Linked DNA regions of Zea mays: region 2 is linked to region 1. The links are chromatin contacts, called in public Hi-C maps. All regions are on one chromosome and are shown on one strand. Each heading gives the region's core, a stretch centred on a gene start, on an enhancer-like site or on the middle of the called end of the contact. The rest is flanking DNA. Distances are from core to core; before and after follow the strand shown.

Region 1 (4,800 bases), core at 636-3,135:
CTAGTGCATTTGCATCCATTGTGATATTTTGAGGCACTAGGTGGTACACTGGGCAAGCGTCATCGACTTGTTACTCTTGGAGGTTGTCGCCTCCAAGATGGCTCGGGTGTTGTCTCTGTCGAGCTCTCCGTGAAGATTGTGGAGGATCCACGGTGTTGATTGTGAGGGGTTCGCACCCACCTTGCCAGAGCGGCAAAGACGACACTAGTGGAGTTGAGGTATCGAGTGAGTTCTTGTCCATTTGGCTCAAAGATCAAGTCATGTCTTGATAGATGAGCAAGGGAGAGCTTGAATTCCACCTCAACGTGGATTAGGGGTGATCAGCAAATCACCGATACCACGAGATAAATTTCGGTGTCATTCTCTCACTCTTTACTCATTACTTGCAAGTAGTTAGTAATTTGTGTATTGTCTATCATTTGTAGTATTGACATAAATTGTTCATCATATTTTGTTAGCCTATCAAAGCTAGGAAATTTATATCTCTTGCCGTTTTGATTAAATTTCTCTATTGTCTTTGTTTTTAGCTAAACCATCTATTCACCCCACCTCTAGCCGGTGTCCTAGATCCTACAGTCGTGGGCTTCACAAACATTCGAAGAACTATATTGACCGACAATCTAGTCCTTGGAATTAGTGCTGGGAATTGGACCGGTCTGGGCCGGCCCAAGCCCATCATGTTTTGTGCCAAACGGGTTCGGGTCAGGAAAGCCCAGAAAACTTTTTGATTGTACTGTGCCAACTCGAAGTGTAAAAACAGTGGCGTGGCCTGACCCTAAACCACGTCGTGCCTTTGTTGGGTCGTGCCGGCCCAAGCCCGACCCATATATTTGTCCACATAAAATAAAAAAATTATTGTTGATAACTATGTTACTACGGATTGCCAGATCCACTCCTTTCCTTCCGTCAGCAGATTAGGCGCAAAGAAGCTGTAGATCTCGTTTCCCTTCCTAGAAGCATCACAGAGGAAACACGCAAGACAGAAGGTATAGGTTTGGACCTGTGACCTCTTTCTATATCTCTTCTGAGGAGGTGTACACGTTCTTTTTATAGACAAGTGAGAACCATAAGGGGTAAATTCGGTATTTGCCCACATAACTCTACTAGGGTTTCTTAACAATCACAACCCCATAAAGTCCATAGCATACTAAATTAAAGATATTAAACAATCTTAGCATTATTCGACCATATAAACTCTAAATATCACGACAATATAAAGTCGGTACCTTACTAAATTAAAGAAATTAAACAACTTGTGCTTTATTGGGCCGTGCCGGTCCAGGCCCAAGCCAAGCCCATCCTTGTGGACTGTGCTAAGGCTCGGCGGACCGGAATTTAAGGCTCAGCCTAGACCTGACTTTGTACATGCTAGATTGACCCATATTATTTCTTGCCGGTCGTACTTTATGCTCATACTTTTGGGTGGTGCTGGCCCAAAAGGCCTGGCACTTATTCCCGGCACTACTTGGGATTAGTGGTTGGTCTCACCGTCAACACCAACAGTCCAACACAATAGAGTACGGTCACCACTCACATGTGTTCCGATTGGGCCACTTTTGCAGCCTGCAAAACCTTCTCAGCGACTCAGCGAGCACGGCACACCGCCCGCCCATCCTGTCGTTGGGCCGCACCGGCCGGTTTCTACAGCGTTGGTGGAGCTCAAGCGCGCTGGCGTCGCACGAAAGTGAAAACGCCCACATGCTGCCAGTGATCCTGGCCAAAGCCGCCTCAGCCAATGGCCTCGCACTATCATCCAAGACGTGGATCACCACCACTAGCAGCGCCATCCGCACCGTCCATATCCATCCAACGGACAGCGTCCCTTCCCCACCGGCGCCTCCCAAAATTTTTGGCATCCCGCGCTTCCACCACCATCCGTGAGTCACGATCAGTACAAATATCCCACCTGGAATGCCCGATCCAGACACGCGAATCCTCCAATCTGCCCTTGCCGCCGCCGCCGACGGATCCAGGTCTGTAGACTGCTCACTCCTCTACGCTCCGCTCCGAATGGCCCGCACGAAGCAGACGGCGCGCAAGTCGACCGGCGGCAAGGCGCCGCGGAAGCAGCTGGCCACCAAGGCGGCGCGCAAGTCGGCCCCGGCCACGGGCGGCGTGAAGAAGCCGCACCGCTTCCGCCCCGGCACCGTCGCGCTCCGCGAGATCCGCAAGTACCAGAAGAGCACTGAGCTGCTCATCCGCAAGCTCCCCTTCCAGCGCCTGGTCCGCGAGATCGCGCAGGACTTCAAGACGGACCTGCGGTTCCAGTCGTCGGCGGTGGCGGCGCTGCAGGAGGCCGCGGAGGCGTACCTGGTGGGGCTCTTCGAGGACACCAACCTCTGCGCCATCCACGCCAAGAGGGTCACCATCATGCCCAAGGACATCCAGCTCGCCCGCCGCATCAGGGGCGAGAGGGCTTGAGCTGTCGCGCTGCTGTTCGTCGTTGTAATATTTGAAGATGGCGGGTTCGTTTCATGTCGTGCTTATCGTGGATGTGTTGCCCTCACTGAATGGAATGCGACTGCCCTTGTCCGAAATTAATGAATGCCCTTGTTCCTTCAAAGATTTTGGTGACTTGTTTAATGGGCACAGTGTAGTCGGAGGTCGCAGGCATACCATTATGTGACTTGTTTACATGGTTCAATGGCGTGTTGATTGCTTGCAATGGTCTCAGGCATACCATTATGTGAATGCTGAAGATGAAATCTGTGTGCACTATTGATTAATCTGTGTGTTACTTCTACAAAAGCTAGCGTATTGAACTGCAGTTCTGGGTATTTTTTTGCTCCAGTTAGAACAAAAAACGTATACACCTGTGGGCATTTAAAATTAAAGATGTTCTACTAATCAAGGTGCCAACAGTGGATAGCACAATTCAGCGCACTTTAGCTCTTCTGGTAATAGAATATGTGCCATTTTTACATCTAAGTCATTTTTTCTCTACCCCTCTCTCCACTTCATTCTACAAATAGCGCACGGCACCAAGGCCACCAGTCTCAGGATCAGGTAATTCCAGATGAGGCAAACAATTGCAAGGTATGGAAAAAATCCAGCTACTGTTGAATGAAGTGGAGAGAGGGGCAAGAGGATAAAAAGAAGCAAGAGAAGTGTGAAAATATTGGAAAACAATTGCATGAGTAGAATATACAAACAATTGTTTAGCGAACTAACCTATGATCATTCATTTTTATCGTCATTTCAACTAGGTTGCAGGAGTACCTTTGGAACAAGCATAAGACGTAACAAAGATAACTTCGAAGGTTGAGCGCTTTGAAGATAAAATACCTGTGGCTCGTCAACTCGCTTGTCTCGTGGCTCGACTCAGGCTTATCTCGTTTTAATTTTATCACGAACTGAGCTAGCATCTTAGCTCGATTTGTTAACGAGCTAGCTCGTTAGCTTGAACAAGCTAGCATTTATCAGCAAAACAAAACATCCACTTGTGTTAGATGAGTGATGAACTATGTTGATCTGGCGTTGAATTGATGTGGCATGTAAAATTGTGAGTATTATTACTCTTTTGTAGTGTTAAATTAGTGTAGAATTAACTAGCAATTGATTATATTGTTGTATATGTATATGCACAGCTCATTACTTTAACGAGCCAGCTTGAGCTCGATCAAGCCAAGCCAAACTGGCTTGATTACCCTAGCTTCGAAGGTTGTGAGAGTACATGAATTGCCAAAAAATCTCTTATGCATGGAAACCATTCACCTATTTATATGGGCAAGACATTGTACATCTTCGCATAAAATTACATCAATGCCGCGATTCCAATCTAGACTTATGAAAACTATAAATGATGTTTCTGTCTTTTCTTCGACGAAACGTGTTGTGTACGTCTCTCCTGGATCCCTTCGTTTTCCTATACTTGATTGAGGCTCATATAGAGATGACAATGGATAAATACCCACTAGGTATTACTATTCCATAACCATATCTACGATAAAAAATAACCCCATTGGGTCACCCATATTCACTAGTGGGTATAGATTTACCACCATACTTATACCCGTGTGGGTATGGGTCACCCGTCGGATCACCCGTACTACAAAAATTAAACATATATCAAAATAATACATTATACAAATATCAAGTATATCCATCTAAATACCATTACAAAATTCTATCATCATTCGATTATCCATTCAACATCATCATATATAATTGGATAAAGTAGCGGTACTAGGATAATACCACATGACACATTACATGTTCACCAAATAGTTGTGAAGCCTTTCATAGCATTATGGCTCAAAAGGTTGTTAAATAGTCAAAAGAAGATTGACGACTGAAGCCCAAATTCATGTTTTTAGCCAAGTTTATACTTGGTATTTTATACGAGTTAACGAGTATGGGTGAGGGTGGAATGTTCTAATACACGTTTACCCATTGAGTGAATGTTTTTGGCCAATAAAAGACCAATGGTAGAATATTTAGTCCATATACATACCCTAATGGAGTAAATACCTATTGGGTATTGGGTTGCGGGTACCCATTGCCATCTATAGGCCAGTTTGAAGCTCCATCCAAATGTTTCCTTTGAGAGTGAGTTTCGTCAATGTGTTAATTCCGTACTTCATCTGTGATCACGAAGCTATCCTTTCTCTCTTGGCAAGCCGAAGTACACAACCACAATAAACTTAGATTGTCTTTGGTAGAGTGTGTAAAATAGGGATGTGAAACTGTAGACGATACTGTTTGACATTGTTTGTATAGAGAAATTTAAAATATGAGATAAGATAGGGAATTTACTGGAGATAGCTTAAAATGATAGAACTTGTTATATTTAAGAACATT
Region 2 (4,800 bases), core at 1,281-3,780, 900 kb before region 1:
ACGCATATATATTGTGCATCCATATTAACTTGTGCAGCCATGCATCTAGACGTTCAGAGCCATCCGATCTTCGATATGTGCGAATTAGATAGCTATGAACGTCTGGATGCACGGTTAATTAGGATATATTTTTGCCGCCACAGGACCGTCTGCTAGCTTTCTCAGCTCACAGCATCGATAGCCGCAATATCCTTGTCGTCAGCGTTGTTCTCATGGTCGTTGTTCTTGACGAAGCGGGCAAGTCGCGCAAGGGTACCGACAGATTCCGTGATCTGCTTCGCCTTGGTCACCAGGTCCGAGAGCAGAGACGCGACAACAGCGACGTGCATCGCCTGCGCCAGGTCCGCGTCCTCTAGCTCGTCCCTGAGGTCCTTGGCCGCTTTGGCTGCCGCGGACATGTGAGCGTTGGCCGGGGACGGCGGCACGGCCATCGTCCGCATCGCCGCCGAGAGCTCGCGGAGCGCCTTGGCCGAGTGCAGGCTCATCTGGCGGCACGCTGTTCGAACCTCCGAGCGTAGCTCGGGCCGCGCTTCAGGGTACTGTGAATAATGGGCAGGGAGAAAGAAAGCCTGCAGGTGATGAGCATGCACCGCGCGTGTTTCTACTGTGTGTGTAATGCATTGGTCACGAGATGGATGGACCTGCAGCAGCAGTTACGTACCTCGGTTCTTGTGAGGGTGATGACGTAGGAAGCGAGAGCCTCCATTGAGGAAGCGCACTGGCGAGAGAGAGCGCCGAGCTTCTGGTACTGGCTCCATGGGTGCCGGAACTTGAACTTGCCATGGCAGGGCTCCCACTTGGCAAAATTGCACTGCGGTTTCGGGAACACATACCATTAATTATTGGATCGTATTGTTGTAGTATAACTTTTTGTACATAATTCATTTGGCGCTAGCTCTGCATAAATTTGCACACATATGTGCATGGTTTGCAAATTAAAGTGAGGTGAGCTTATTAATTACCAAAGAGTCTTCGGTGGCCTTGGAATTGAGGACGCTCTTGTACACTTGGAGGAAGGGTTTTGCTTCCAAATTCTCGAACGTGGCGTTCTCTCTGAAGCATTCAGACTCGAGTCCTGCGCACGTACGTAAACATGTAAGGAGAGCTTTTAGTCCCAAATTAAACTCTAGTATATACGTATGAAACTTGTTCGATCGAGTGCATGGTAGCTAGGTACCTTCAAAGAACTCGGCCAGCTTGTTGAGGTTTCCGATGGCGAGCCTGTGGAGGTCCTCCCCGGCCCAGACCGGGAAGACGAAGACGGTGGTGCAGAGGCATGTGCCGACGCCGACGACGATGGTGGAGAAGCGCTGGTGGGCGAGGCGGATGAGCTCGTCGACGCGGTAGCTGGACACGGCCACCAGGCTGAAGGTGAGGATGAAGATGGTCACGCCGTAGTCGTACCGCGCCTTCACCTCCGGGATGAACCGCGAGAACGTCGCCGCCGACGCTGCAATAATACATAGTGCATGGTGACGACTGACGACGACTGTCGACGACTCGTGTGTCAAGAAAGCAACGGCGGCCACCGTACGTACGTACGTGCACGGCTGGCCAACCGCTCTTGCTTAGCTTCGCGCATGGCGAACATGCGTACGTGCGTGGTAAAAATGGTCTACAGGCACGGGAGGGTAATAAACGTGCATGGCCGACGCAAATTAATAAATTAATCGTGTACGTACAGAGCAAGAAGACGAAGACGGCGAGCAGCACGGGCTCGGCCTTGTCGCCGCACAGGTAGGCCACCTTGTGAGCCCCGACGGCGATGAAGCCGGCGGCCAGCGTCCCGCACGCTCTGTTCAGGCCTTTGCTCAGCGTGCCACCTGCCACACACATACATGACATGAACACACCCCGCGCGCACCAAGAACTCGTCACCATATATTTATTGTTTCTACAGTTCTACTGTGTGAAACTGTGAATAATGGCTGCTTGTAACGCAACACAGCTACTATATACGTGTGCGTATATACGTACACAGCATGTATATATACACTAATATATCTACAACGACCTGCTCACGATCGATCGGCTAGTTAGCTGCTTGTGTGTATATACGTGCGACGGAACGATCCGTACCACGACGTACGTACGTACGTACCGACGGTGTACTCCATGACGACGACGACGGTGAGCACGGCCCACATGGTGGACACCCCCCAGTTGTTGAAGAGCGGCCTGACGTAGTAGAGCACGGACACGAGCGTGAGCGCCAGGCCGACCTTGATGGAGTGCGCCACCCGCCGGGGGTCGTCCCTCGCGATCCTGCCCAGCTTGCGGGCGAACCCGACGACCTTGCCCCAGAGCATGCCCGCCGCCGAGCACAGCAGCTCCCAGCACCTCGCCCGCCGGAACGACCCGCCGCCGCCGCTTCCATTGACGACACCGCTCTCCATCTCATCAATCTCCATGACGGACGCTCGATCGGGGAACGGCGGTAGAGCCAGCTAGCTAGCTCTAGCCTGGTGAATTAATGACGACGACAGTGGGGCGGTAGGCAGGCTCTACTAGATGTGGTGCCGCGCGTGCGTGGTGCATGTCTCCATTGAGGCGCGGGCACGGAGGGCTTATATAAGCGGAGCTGCGGAGGGGAGGAGGAGATCAACCGGCCGGCAGCGGCTTCGGGATAACGGGGCACCGCAACACGGCAGCCAAAAGCGTGTGCGTGTGCCGTGGCCGCCGGCCTTTTTGTGCGGAATCTTGGCTCGCGACGACGTCGATCGGTCGGTGCGAGAGCCTAGAGCTCTCTTTCGTGTCGCAGTTCCGCTTGCTGCTGCTGCCTTGCTTGTTTCTCGCCACCACGCCGCGTGGGTGGTTGCTCTTGCCCTGTTCATGTGCCCAACTGCGCAAACTCGAAGGCAGCCATGCCTAGGCATGCACGCATGCCGGGTCGTTTGAGCTGGCTGCGACCTGTCTTCTGATTCAGGTCTGTGGCGTCTCCTGTCGACGAGGACGATTGTCCTTGTCCTTGTGCAGTGGCAGGGCATGCAAGGCCGCAACACGTACGTACGGTGAGATTGTGCATATGCATGCAGGCGAAGAACAACACAGATCGATCTCTTTTGACCTGTGTACACATGTCTGCAGCTGCTGGTCGGTCGGACGAGGTAGAACGCATCTTGGTCTTGTTGCCTTTCAGCGGCCGCCGCACAAACGCACGGCATGACTGCACCTATATACGATCGATGACTCATCTATGATCTGTACGGAGTAGTGGTACGACGTCTCTGAAACAGATCCCCACCCTCTGACTTCTCAATATATATAGATTATAAATGCGATGAGCGGCGCCCAAAGGATTTCTTTGATTTTAAAAAACACCTCCTTTAGCACCTGTGGCACTGGCATGTACTAGAAGCCATTCTGCGCACCATTTTTTATTAAAAAGAACCACGCCGAAAGGAAAAAGGTGAGGTCATGGTTTTTGCTGTACGCATGCATGCCGCCCCCCTGCTACTACGCAACTAGGCTACGGCTAGCAATCGAGACGCCACATGACTTATCAATCTACCTCTTTTTGCTTGATTTTAGGTACACCTCAAATGTAGCTTATCACATTGATATACTATAATCCTATTAAAGGCTGGTTTAGAAATTTACTATAATCCTATTAAAGGCTGGTTTAGAAATTTAGGGTGTGTTTGGTTGCATGCATAAGGAGTGATAAAACGGGACGGCTGCAGTTTATATAATGTTTGGATGAGAGTCACGCAGGGTCGAGGTAAACACCGAACAATTTTTTTGTGACAGCGTGCTTTTAAAAAATCGAGGGGACGATGTCGCCTCCCGTCTCATCCTACTTTGATATCAAACCAAATATATTATTAATTCCTCTTTAAGATTTCCGATAACTTCCTAGAGAGGATTTAAGTTTCTAAACTAGCCCTAAAAAACAATCTCGTTAAAACATTAGTTCAAGCATGCACTTCTATTCTGCCGGGACGCCAAATTTATGAGCCTTGTTCAATGCATTTGCACTAGGGATATATGGATCCCGATGTTAAAAAAGACTCCCAAAGATCCCATATGAATATTCGTTTTAATGTCACACTATATTCGGATTTGCTTCCTATGACTTTTTCCTATCCGATTCTAAATTTATATTAAAAATGCAAAACACTCCTGCATCATCTATATCCTTGAGCAGTGGCGGAGCCAGGATCTCTCTAAGAGTAGGGCCAACAGATATAACACTAAAAAGATTTGTATCAGCTAAAAAAAATTAAACCGTGCAAATGCATAACTAATGGCACATATAAACAACATTTGAACATAATAATTACAATTTAAGGTAAAATTGACTTAAACAAGTAGTTAACTAATTCAGAAAATGTTATATCTTCGACTTAATGATCAATCATCAATTGTTTGGGTTGCTTTTTTATATATTTTACGTGTCCTGATGTGCAAATAAGCAATTAAACAATACTGAGTAGGAACTCACTCAACTCAGGATGGGAAAATAGAGGTTCATTGGCTCACCAACACCAAGTCACCACTGCCAAAGACGGCCGACTGAGGTGACGAGAGGCCGATACATATAGAGACATAGAGGATCCACATATGGCAGGCTTCTTATGTCTTTCGTCGCTGCTGCCCAGCAAGCTATAGCTTACGCTCTGCATGCAGTGCGCACGCGGCACGCCGCCTCCTATGCCCAGCGCCCCTGCCTGCACGCACACTGCCTCATGCGCTGTGCAACTGCCTGGGCGCAACTGCTCGCCGTCTTGCCGCGCCGGCGCGCCTCCTGCTAGCTGTTGCGTGGGCGTGGGGCGTGGCGCAGCTGCGACATGTTGCCCA

The links. A called contact is a pair of places that touch in the nucleus more often than the background predicts.
Region 2: a contact with region 1 is called in a Hi-C map of bundle sheath, with 2.9 times the contacts expected there. The contact joins the promoter of LOC100037822 here to the promoter of LOC103646471 in region 1. A contact is called at or near these places in 2 of 25 Hi-C or Micro-C datasets (bundle sheath and ear).

The regions. Positions count from the first base shown.
Region 1 is chr2:56,452,939-56,457,738 of Zm-B73-REFERENCE-NAM-5.0, reverse strand. It overlaps LOC103646471 (histone H3.2), which reads left to right and starts at 1,885. Exons shown (of 1, transcript XM_008671203.3): 1 at 1,885-2,691. The coding sequence starts at 1,912. The coding sequence ends at 2,421.
Region 2 is chr2:57,358,116-57,362,915 of Zm-B73-REFERENCE-NAM-5.0, reverse strand. It overlaps LOC100037822 (aluminum-induced transporter), which reads right to left and starts at 2,530. Exons shown (of 6, transcript NM_001112522.2): 1 at 2,102-2,530; 2 at 1,683-1,823; 3 at 1,178-1,450; 4 at 963-1,075; 5 at 662-811; 6 at 1-539. The coding sequence starts at 2,411. The coding sequence ends at 162.